2 separate regions of the Zea mays genome follow, and region 1 is linked to region 2. A link is a contact called in public Hi-C data. All regions are on one chromosome and are shown on one strand. The core of a region is the stretch at or near the end of the contact, and the rest is flanking DNA. Distances in the headings are between cores, read along the strand shown. Region 1 has its middle 39 kb from the start of LOC103629394. Region 2 has its middle 5.2 kb from the start of LOC109940152.

The links. Hi-C and Micro-C count contacts between places; a contact is called where the count stands out from the background.
Region 1: a Hi-C map of tassel shows a contact between it and region 2, with 2.3 times the contacts expected there. The contact joins two enhancer-like sites. A contact is called at or near these places in 6 of 25 Hi-C or Micro-C datasets (ear, leaf and tassel).

The regions. Positions count from the first base shown.
Region 1 is chr6:70,100,405-70,104,617 of Zm-B73-REFERENCE-NAM-5.0, reverse strand. No RefSeq gene overlaps it. Among protein-coding and RNA genes, the nearest start is that of LOC103629394, 39 kb to the left of the region's middle. Within about 2 kb of position 1,962, at least 15 of the 20 cell types and tissues checked have an H3K27ac peak or open chromatin away from gene starts, as enhancers often do. A contact at or near this core is called in ear, leaf and tassel, where this site is marked.
Region 2 is chr6:69,989,441-69,993,698 of Zm-B73-REFERENCE-NAM-5.0, reverse strand. No RefSeq gene overlaps it. Among protein-coding and RNA genes, the nearest start is that of LOC109940152, 5.2 kb to the left of the region's middle. Within about 2 kb of position 2,503, at least 19 of the 20 cell types and tissues checked have an H3K27ac peak or open chromatin away from gene starts, as enhancers often do. A contact at or near this core is called in ear, leaf and tassel, where this site is marked.

The sequences.
Region 1 (4,213 bases), core at 713-3,212, 110 kb before region 2:
ACGAGGAGGTATGAAAGTAGTGTTTTTGAAGCACCCTTTGAGTAGTTTGAAAATTTCATGAAATCGGTCTCTAGTTTCAGTTTTTTTAAGCTACAACTCATAGAACTGGACCTGTTTGGATATAAGAAACTAAAATAAACTTAAAATTCTTGAAGTGAAGCTCTCCTAAACAGGACCTTAGTTTACTAATTACTCCCTTAGTCCCAAAATATAATTTGTTTTAGGTTAAGCACACATTCATTAATCAATTTATGAATGTAGTTTGTATGTTTTGTCTACAATCATTCGAATATGGACGAAAAAAGAGGGCTACAAAGAACTATATTTTGGAATGGAAGAAGTACTATATTGACACTACATTAATTTGAGAAACTTCTATCAGCTAAGTTAATTTTCGATGGCAATAAGGGCCACTAAAAGTTAATTTTAGTGTGGCGTTTGAATGTTGGATTAATGTGTGTTTGGTCCAAATTAATATTCAATAATAGTTAATGCTAAAGGCCCACTTTAATGCTACGGTGTACTAATAATTTAGTACCATACTAGAAGTTCAAGGGACAAATCAATCAACTTAAGATGTGTTTGGTTGCGGGATAGAAAGGACAGGGACGTCCCTAGACGTCTTCTCTCGTCCCTCAAATTTTGATGAACAATTAAGATAGTCATGTCTCAACCCCTGATCCTAAACCAAATAACCTTATTTAAGGGATCGCTCTATCACATTCCGCTCTATCATTACAACCAAACACATAGGTGGACCATTGGTGCATCTATTGAGAAATGGATGAAGGACTGTCACGCGCGCGCGCCGCTGACCGAGGCAGAGGCTTGTGGTAGATTGGACCTTGGTCTGAATATTTCTTTCTAACGGTTGTACATTTTATCTAAAGTGATGATCGTCTGTTACTGTCTGTTTCATGTCTTATGGCTAGTGACGGACAGACTGTAATGGATGTTGGTTTCTGGCTCTTATGGCGACCGTTATTGTCCGTTCCCTACGGAGGAGGTGGACGCTCTTCTAGTCACGTGAATAGTCTCTCAGACGCGTTGCACTCAGCCCATTCCCATCCCACCTTATGCGAGCAGAGAGAGAGTGGGAGAGCAGGCCTCCGAAATCGCCGTTCACATAGCTACACATTCACGGGTGTGCGGGCGATCAGTTTTTTAGGGAGTATACTCACGACTGCTCGCTCCATCCGCTCGACCAACGCTGATTCGATTCTTCATCGTCGGCGCCATTTGAGGGACTGCATTGCGTACATCTGTCTGTATCGATTGCGTCTACATCGAACATACACACGTGATGTCTCGGTGTGAATGGAGCCAATGCTGCCTTGAGCATCGATACATTTGCACGGTACAATATGTTTTTCGTATTTGTGCATGTTTTACTGTTATTTACTGCTTATGTGAGTAATGATACACACATGCACATACATGTTGTCACAACATCATACTGATTTTTTGGATTAAATTAAAACTGATAATGCCTAATCCTTAACATTGAATATACTAGATCTAATAGATAGTTGACTAGAAAATTACTAGTCTAATTTGCTAAAAGTAAATAATAGTTGAATTATTAGCTAGACTATTTAGAGGTGTTTAGCTAATTTTCACAGCTAAGTATTAGCTCTAATGCCCTTATTGTCAGACGGGGTGACAGGTGCTGTTCCAAATGTATTGTTTCGTGCTACAGGGACTGCGGTGCAAAGCTTGAAAGAAAATCGGACCGAGATTCTGGTTTCTTCTGGCCGTGGCGCCGTGCACATCTCGATTGACGATTTGCAATTGAGAAGTGCTTTTCCCGTCCATACCGAAACGGTATGACGATTCGTCGTCAGTCCTCGTGAATGAAATGAAGAAAAACAAAAAACAAATGACAAAGAAGCATTGGACCTTGATAGCCCACTGGACAACTAGTCCAGCCCATCTCACACGCTTACACTTTGACAGCCTATTCAGGTCCAGTGTCAACATAGCCCAATGGCTCGGCACGCTTCGTGCCGTCCTTTCTTCGTTGGTGGTGAAGGAGAGAAATGCCCCCTCACGCCCTATTTGAGAGCTTGCATTTTTACAGTTTTGAGGGCAATGTTATGGTATTCGATGATACCATGTATTAAAAAATAGAAGGTGTTTAATTGGTACAGGTAAAATACGGTTTTAAATATCATAGTGTATCTAAAACTGTATTATTTTTGAAGTCTTAAAAGTTTCACTCAAATCCTCAGTTTTCTTCTATTTTTCTCTACATATACTATAGGTTTTTAATGGAACCAAACACATCTTAGGGCCTATTTGGCAACGTAATATTTTTAAAGTTTCTGGACAATACCATGATTTTTAAAGATACCACAGTATTTTATAGAATGAGGTGTTTGTTTGTGTTACAAAATACTTTGTTTTCAAAATCGTAGAATTGCAGAACTGTGAGTATCATGGTATTTTTAAAGTATTTGAAACTCCACTCCAACCTAAAGCTTTCATCACTTGACTAGCTCCTTACAAAGTTACACTAAAATACTGTAGTTTTAGATATTGTATTTAAATACATGTTGTTATGACATTTGAATACCGTCATATATAAGAAATCATGGTTTTAATAAACTTTACTTCCAAACACGACCTCAGTTTTAGGCAATGATAAGGCAATACTAAAGTATTTGTCTTTTATAATTATAAACTACGGTATTTCAAAACTATAGCATTTCAAAACTGCTGTCTCTCCACCGTGTCGTCCACTCGTTCGTCCGGTTGCGTGATCAACGACCTGAGCGAACGGAAGACTTGTTATTGCATGTTGGTCAGTGTTTAGTGCCTTATGCAGTAAGCTGTAATAGTGGGTTGGAAGGCTGACGTGTTTCTATTTGGATACCTCATTGGTCATAAGATGAATTATGCAGAACTGTTATTTAGTTTTTGTGTTGCAGCAGAGGTGCTATGGCAGTCGGGCTACTACCCCAGTCTGGGTGGATGTTTCCGAAGAGATATCTGCAAACTTGCAGCAGGCAAGGATGAAAATGGAAGAGTGTGTTAAGGCACATGCCAAAGCCTTGGTGCCATCCTTTGGTGATGGCAGGGACGACCACCAAGCAATCGAGGTTCTCACACATGCTATAACATGTTTGCTGAAGAGGTCCAAGAAGAGGCTGCAGAAGTTGTCCATGCAGAGGTACTATTAGTCATTCTTTATTAGATATTGATATGTTACCTGCATATTAGGCATTAGTGTGTGGTTTATGTGTCTTCTCCCCTTTTGCGTACATTTTGTACAATTGTTTTCCTATCTTATGAAATAACACGAACCCCTTGTTGGCGCCGATCCGGGCGCCAATCACTACGATGAGAACTGGCGGCGGTGCTCTCTGCGGAGGAGCGGACGGTCTGTGGCCCGGGGCCCAACGACCTGCGACCTGACGCAGGGGCTCGGGTTCCTGCATGACGAGCCAGTGCGCAGAGGTGGCGGAGTTCGCTGGTAGCGCCTTAATCTCGCTCCCAGGAGAGACCCCGTCGGGGAGGAGAGATCCTAGGCTTTTTCTTGGGCAGGCCACCCAAGATGCCTCTAATCGACGTAGAGCTGGAGAGAGGTAAATATTTAGAGAGAAGAATCTAATTTGTTGTCTACTCCTAGGGCAAAAGGTAAAAAACTAGATGTATATTGATTGATTGATCGATTGTTGGTGTTCCAATCGACCGTAGCCCTTCATATATATAGGGGGAGGTCTGGACCCGTTACAAATTGATTCCCGAGTTAATCCCACAGATTTAGCTAACAAATCCCGCAAGAAACTCGGAATCATAGCTGATTCTACGCGCACATGGACCGTCCGTGCCACCACCGCGGACCGTCCAGCCTTAGGGCTGGACCGTCTGCCCGGTCAACAGTGGTGCTCAACAAATGCCCCCATGCTTTTTGGCGGAGTTGAGCGAACCAAAAACACTAGCACACGCCTAAAACTAAATCGATGTGATCACATCGGTTTTCTTAGGCATCTTGCCACATACTAGGATGGTACTGCTTAAGGAAACACATGTTTAACGCCTTGGGCAAGTCTTTGCCTTGTAGTGTTTGCAACAAGTAGACGTTACCGGGTATCACCTGCATGACCTTGTAAGGGCCTTCCTAGCTTGGCAACCACTTACCAAACTTCTAATCTTTGCTCCTTAGAGGCAAGACGGTCTTCCATACCAAAGTCCCCTACTTGGAATGATT
Region 2 (4,258 bases), core at 1,254-3,753:
TCCTCGTTGTGTGGCTCCTCTTGAACCACCTGTTCTTCTCCTGTGTGGGTGTGAGACAACAAGGGTGCGCTCACACATGTTCATCGCTCAACAAGTTGTGGGGAATAATGTGCATGAACTCACCAAAGGTGGGAGTTCATGTGAAGTGTAAGGCTGATCAACAATAGGGGTTAAAGTTGAGCATTGCTTTTAATAAGTTGGTCAAATTTTATTAGCAGTTTCTAGATGTAAGTAAATATCAAACCATAATAAGAATAATAGAACAAAATTAATAAATAATCCCATGCAATGCAAATGACAAATTGAATTTAGTTCCATAGTTTAATCATGTGAGAGTCCTGAGCTGCTCTTGACCGTGAGCTCGACTAGTATACCAGTTTTACCCTGTACCCACAAGTCGTGTATCCCATGTCGCAAGGGTTAGCTAGACCCTTAGACACTACCGAGGTGAATGGCTAGGGATCCACTACAAGGCCTTTACAAAGTTCCACTAGCTTTCGAAAACCCGCTACAGTTTATGGGAAGAGCACTTGCAAGAATCCCTCGTCTGACCGCCATCGCAGCTAAATCAACCCGAGAACCTCCCTACATGCAACTCCCCTACTGGCCTTGCCCCTTTCGGATAAGGTAGTCTTCCACTAGCTTTCCTAATTAGTCAGCCAAGGGCGTCCTATTCCACCCTTGTGGGGGCACGTGTTTCTCAAGTTAAGATCCATGTTCCAATTAAAATAATGTAATAATCTTGACATGACCAAATGATTCAGAGGTAAACAAGGTAAAAAGGATAAACAGACTAGGGTGACCTATTGGGTCCCATCAAAATTAAACCTATGTATTGAATAGTGATAATAAAGAACATTATTGGGTAATAAATGTGGTCAAGGGCACAACTTGCCTTCAATGAGCTCCTGCTCAGCAACTTCTATATACTGAACACCAGAATCCTCAGCCACTAGCTCTTCTACTCGCCACAATACAAACATGCATAATATAAAGAGGAAAGTAACATCACACCAAACATGTAAAAAAATACATAATTATAATCTACACATTAAAATAATATCATAGGAATAGGAATCATTAATTTTGGAGTTATAGATTTTAAGTTATGAATTTCCAAAGATTCTATGTGTTTTGTACAAGATTAAATAGGATATAAATTTTAATTTGACTTTCATGTCAAAATAGTGGTACTAACTGATAAACAATAATATTACAAAATTATAGGAATTGGAATGGATTAATTTGGACTTCATATGAATTTTCTATGAATGAAACAAATTCTAGCATTTATTTTTGCATTAAAAATCATTTTCTAATTCCATTTATCTGATTTCCTAACTTCCTGGACTAGGCGCACTAATACAGAGAAGTTCAGGGGTCCCGATGTATGTTTTCCTAAGACTCAGTTTACCCACGCAGTGGACGTGGGTTTATTTAGTAAAAAACTAGGGTCTTATTCGCAAAATGAACGGACGAAGGGGTATTGCGCGATCTTGGCCGTTTGATTGAAACTGAGGGCCACGATTAAATCTGGCCGCGTTCGAATCGGTACGCAACCCGAGCCCAGGCTCCAAGATCTATGTCCTGAATTTAGTGTGACTGTGATCAATCCTATGCCTGTGGATTCCAATCTGGTGGTCCCATTTTAATGAGTCGAACCGGTACATCTCCCTTCTAATCTCATTCGTCTATCTACGGATCGACAGCCACCACAACTTCTTCCCCCCGTCGCCCCGCACAGCAGTCGCACCAAACCGCCCCACACGACGGAGGCTCGCCGGAGCGGCGGCCACGCTCCGCCACGGCGCCCGAACTCCGAAATGAACTACTCCTACTCGCACCACGTGAGGTAGCGACCGTAATTAGGTCGTTCCGACGCCAAATCGTCGCGGTAAGGAATCTACCCATGGTATCTAGTGACCCACGGTGGATCTGCGAAGGCCGGCGAGGCATTCCGCCCAAACTACAGCGGCACGACTCCAATTATAAGGTGATCTACCATTCTGACTACGCGATGAACCAAAAAAAACTATCACATACCGGTGCTCACGCTGTGGGAGGTCTGGACACGGCGCGGATTGAGTTGGCGGCGAGGGCGTGACTCCGACGAGTAATTAGAGCGGCGCTGGTGACGAATTCCAAGTGGCACGGCCACCACCTCCCTTCTTCGGTCTTGCAGAGGACGTTGGGCGCAATACCAAAGGCTTGGGTGCCGTCGACTTCGGAGTTTCCTCGCGGTGGCTCCACTCTCCTTCTCCGCCCTTCTCTGGTCGCGAGGCGTCTGGGTGGGTAGAGAGGGAAAGTGAGGGTACGGTGTCCTTTATCTCCCCACGACGTTCGGTAGGTCGATTCCACGAGACTCGTGGTCAGCTGATCCGAGGATCTCGCGCGAGCAGGTGCGCCGCCAGCGCCATACGCGGGGAGTGGGAAGGAAGAGCTACAGTGGTACCGGGCCCACGCGCCAGTGTGTTGCAGCAACCGTGCCGCAAGCAGTCGTGTGGTGGCTGGTAGGTGGGCCACCCTTGTCGGCGCCGGTACGTAGAGAGCGGGAGTTGGGCCGTGCGCAGGGGAAAAAGGAAAGGCCAAGTGGGCCAAAACGCGGGTGGCGGCCCAGTTAGGTTTCTTTTCCCTTTTTCTTTTGTATTCCTTCTTTTCTTTTCCATTTTTTGATTTCCAATTTTAATTCAACTTTAGGTGTGAGATTCATACTTGAGTTAACCGCTCACATTCAAATATCAGTAGGAATAAAATATTTTATTTATATATTTATTTTCTCTATTTTATACAATATTTTCTTTCTCTTTTTTTATTCCAAAATTGTACCTTTGGGTTAAATCCCAATTCTCATCTCATTATTTTATTCTCATATTATTTTTTTAATTTACATAATTCAAATTCCAATATGAGATAAAGTTTAAGAACTCAACTTTAATACCCACTTAAAATCAATCATGGTGTATTAGACCTCTATTTATTCTAATTAATTCATTTGTTTCATAAATGTTTGAAATATGAGACACACTCATATAGTTCCTTTCTTCTTGGGAAAATGGTATTTTGATTACGGGATATGAGTTTAAAGTTACTTTAAAATTAAATATTCATGTAACTAAATGCTTATGGTGCATCATTTAATGAAATGCATAATCATTTAGTTGAATAGAAAGTTTTTCTATTACTTTTCTAAAATAATTCTTGGTTTCCAAAATTCAGTTCTCAATTTTCAACGCTCAAGTATAATTTGAGATCACTGAATTTTCTATTTTATTCCTTCATATATTTATTTTATTATTATTCTTTTTTTCTTATACAAATTTTGGCCTTACAAATCCTAGCCCATTAACAGAAATCTCGTCCTCGAGGTTTGTAAGAAATGGGTGTATAACTATGTTATCTCAAAACATATGCACAAACAAAATCTCAGCATGATGCATAATTTATTAGCAACACATGGGGTCAATTAGACCTTATTATTCCTCCTAACATAGTATCGTACCAACTACTAACTAAAATAACACTTGGATCTTACAAATAGTAGTATATATATGTGTGTGTGTTTATGTAGCTTGGTGGAGCTGGTGGTGGTGGTGGAGGTAGTGGGCGTTGTTCTTGTTGTTGTCTTTCCAACCATGCTTGCCTCATTTCTTGACGTATCTCCAGCCGGTCCTGACGTATTTCTTGGCGTTCTTGCCTTATCTGATTTTGCATTTCGGTAACCATGTTTGCCATTTGTTGTGTTACCATCATTTGGGCAGCAACCACTTGATCGATTCCAACCGGTGGAGGATCTAAAGGATTCATTTCTGTTTGATGTTGCTTGATAATCTTCCCTTCCTGGTATTGACCATAAGAGTTAGAAGCATATGGTAGGATAGTTTTGCAATGGAAAGTATTTGGTAAGCAAAATGAATAGGTTAGTAGCTATTTATGACTGAAGATTCTTTAGCAGGGCTTAATCTGTTTTATGTCCAGATTGGGGTAACTAGTCGTATAAGGTGAATTTCCAAAGGTAAGATAGAATCTGTCAAGATGAGATATATATTAGTGAGATAGACTACGTGATGTAGGTCAAAATCTTGTTTGATGTTAGGTGGGGATTGTCAGATTATGCAATTCGTGACTCTATTGGTTGAGTTAAATCTTTTTGCTCTTGATTGAGTTGGTCTAATGTGCTAAGTTAAGTTAACACCTGGCTAGAAGGATCCAAGTACCACTAATCTGTTTAAGTAGACCACATTAGTTTAGATCACATTTG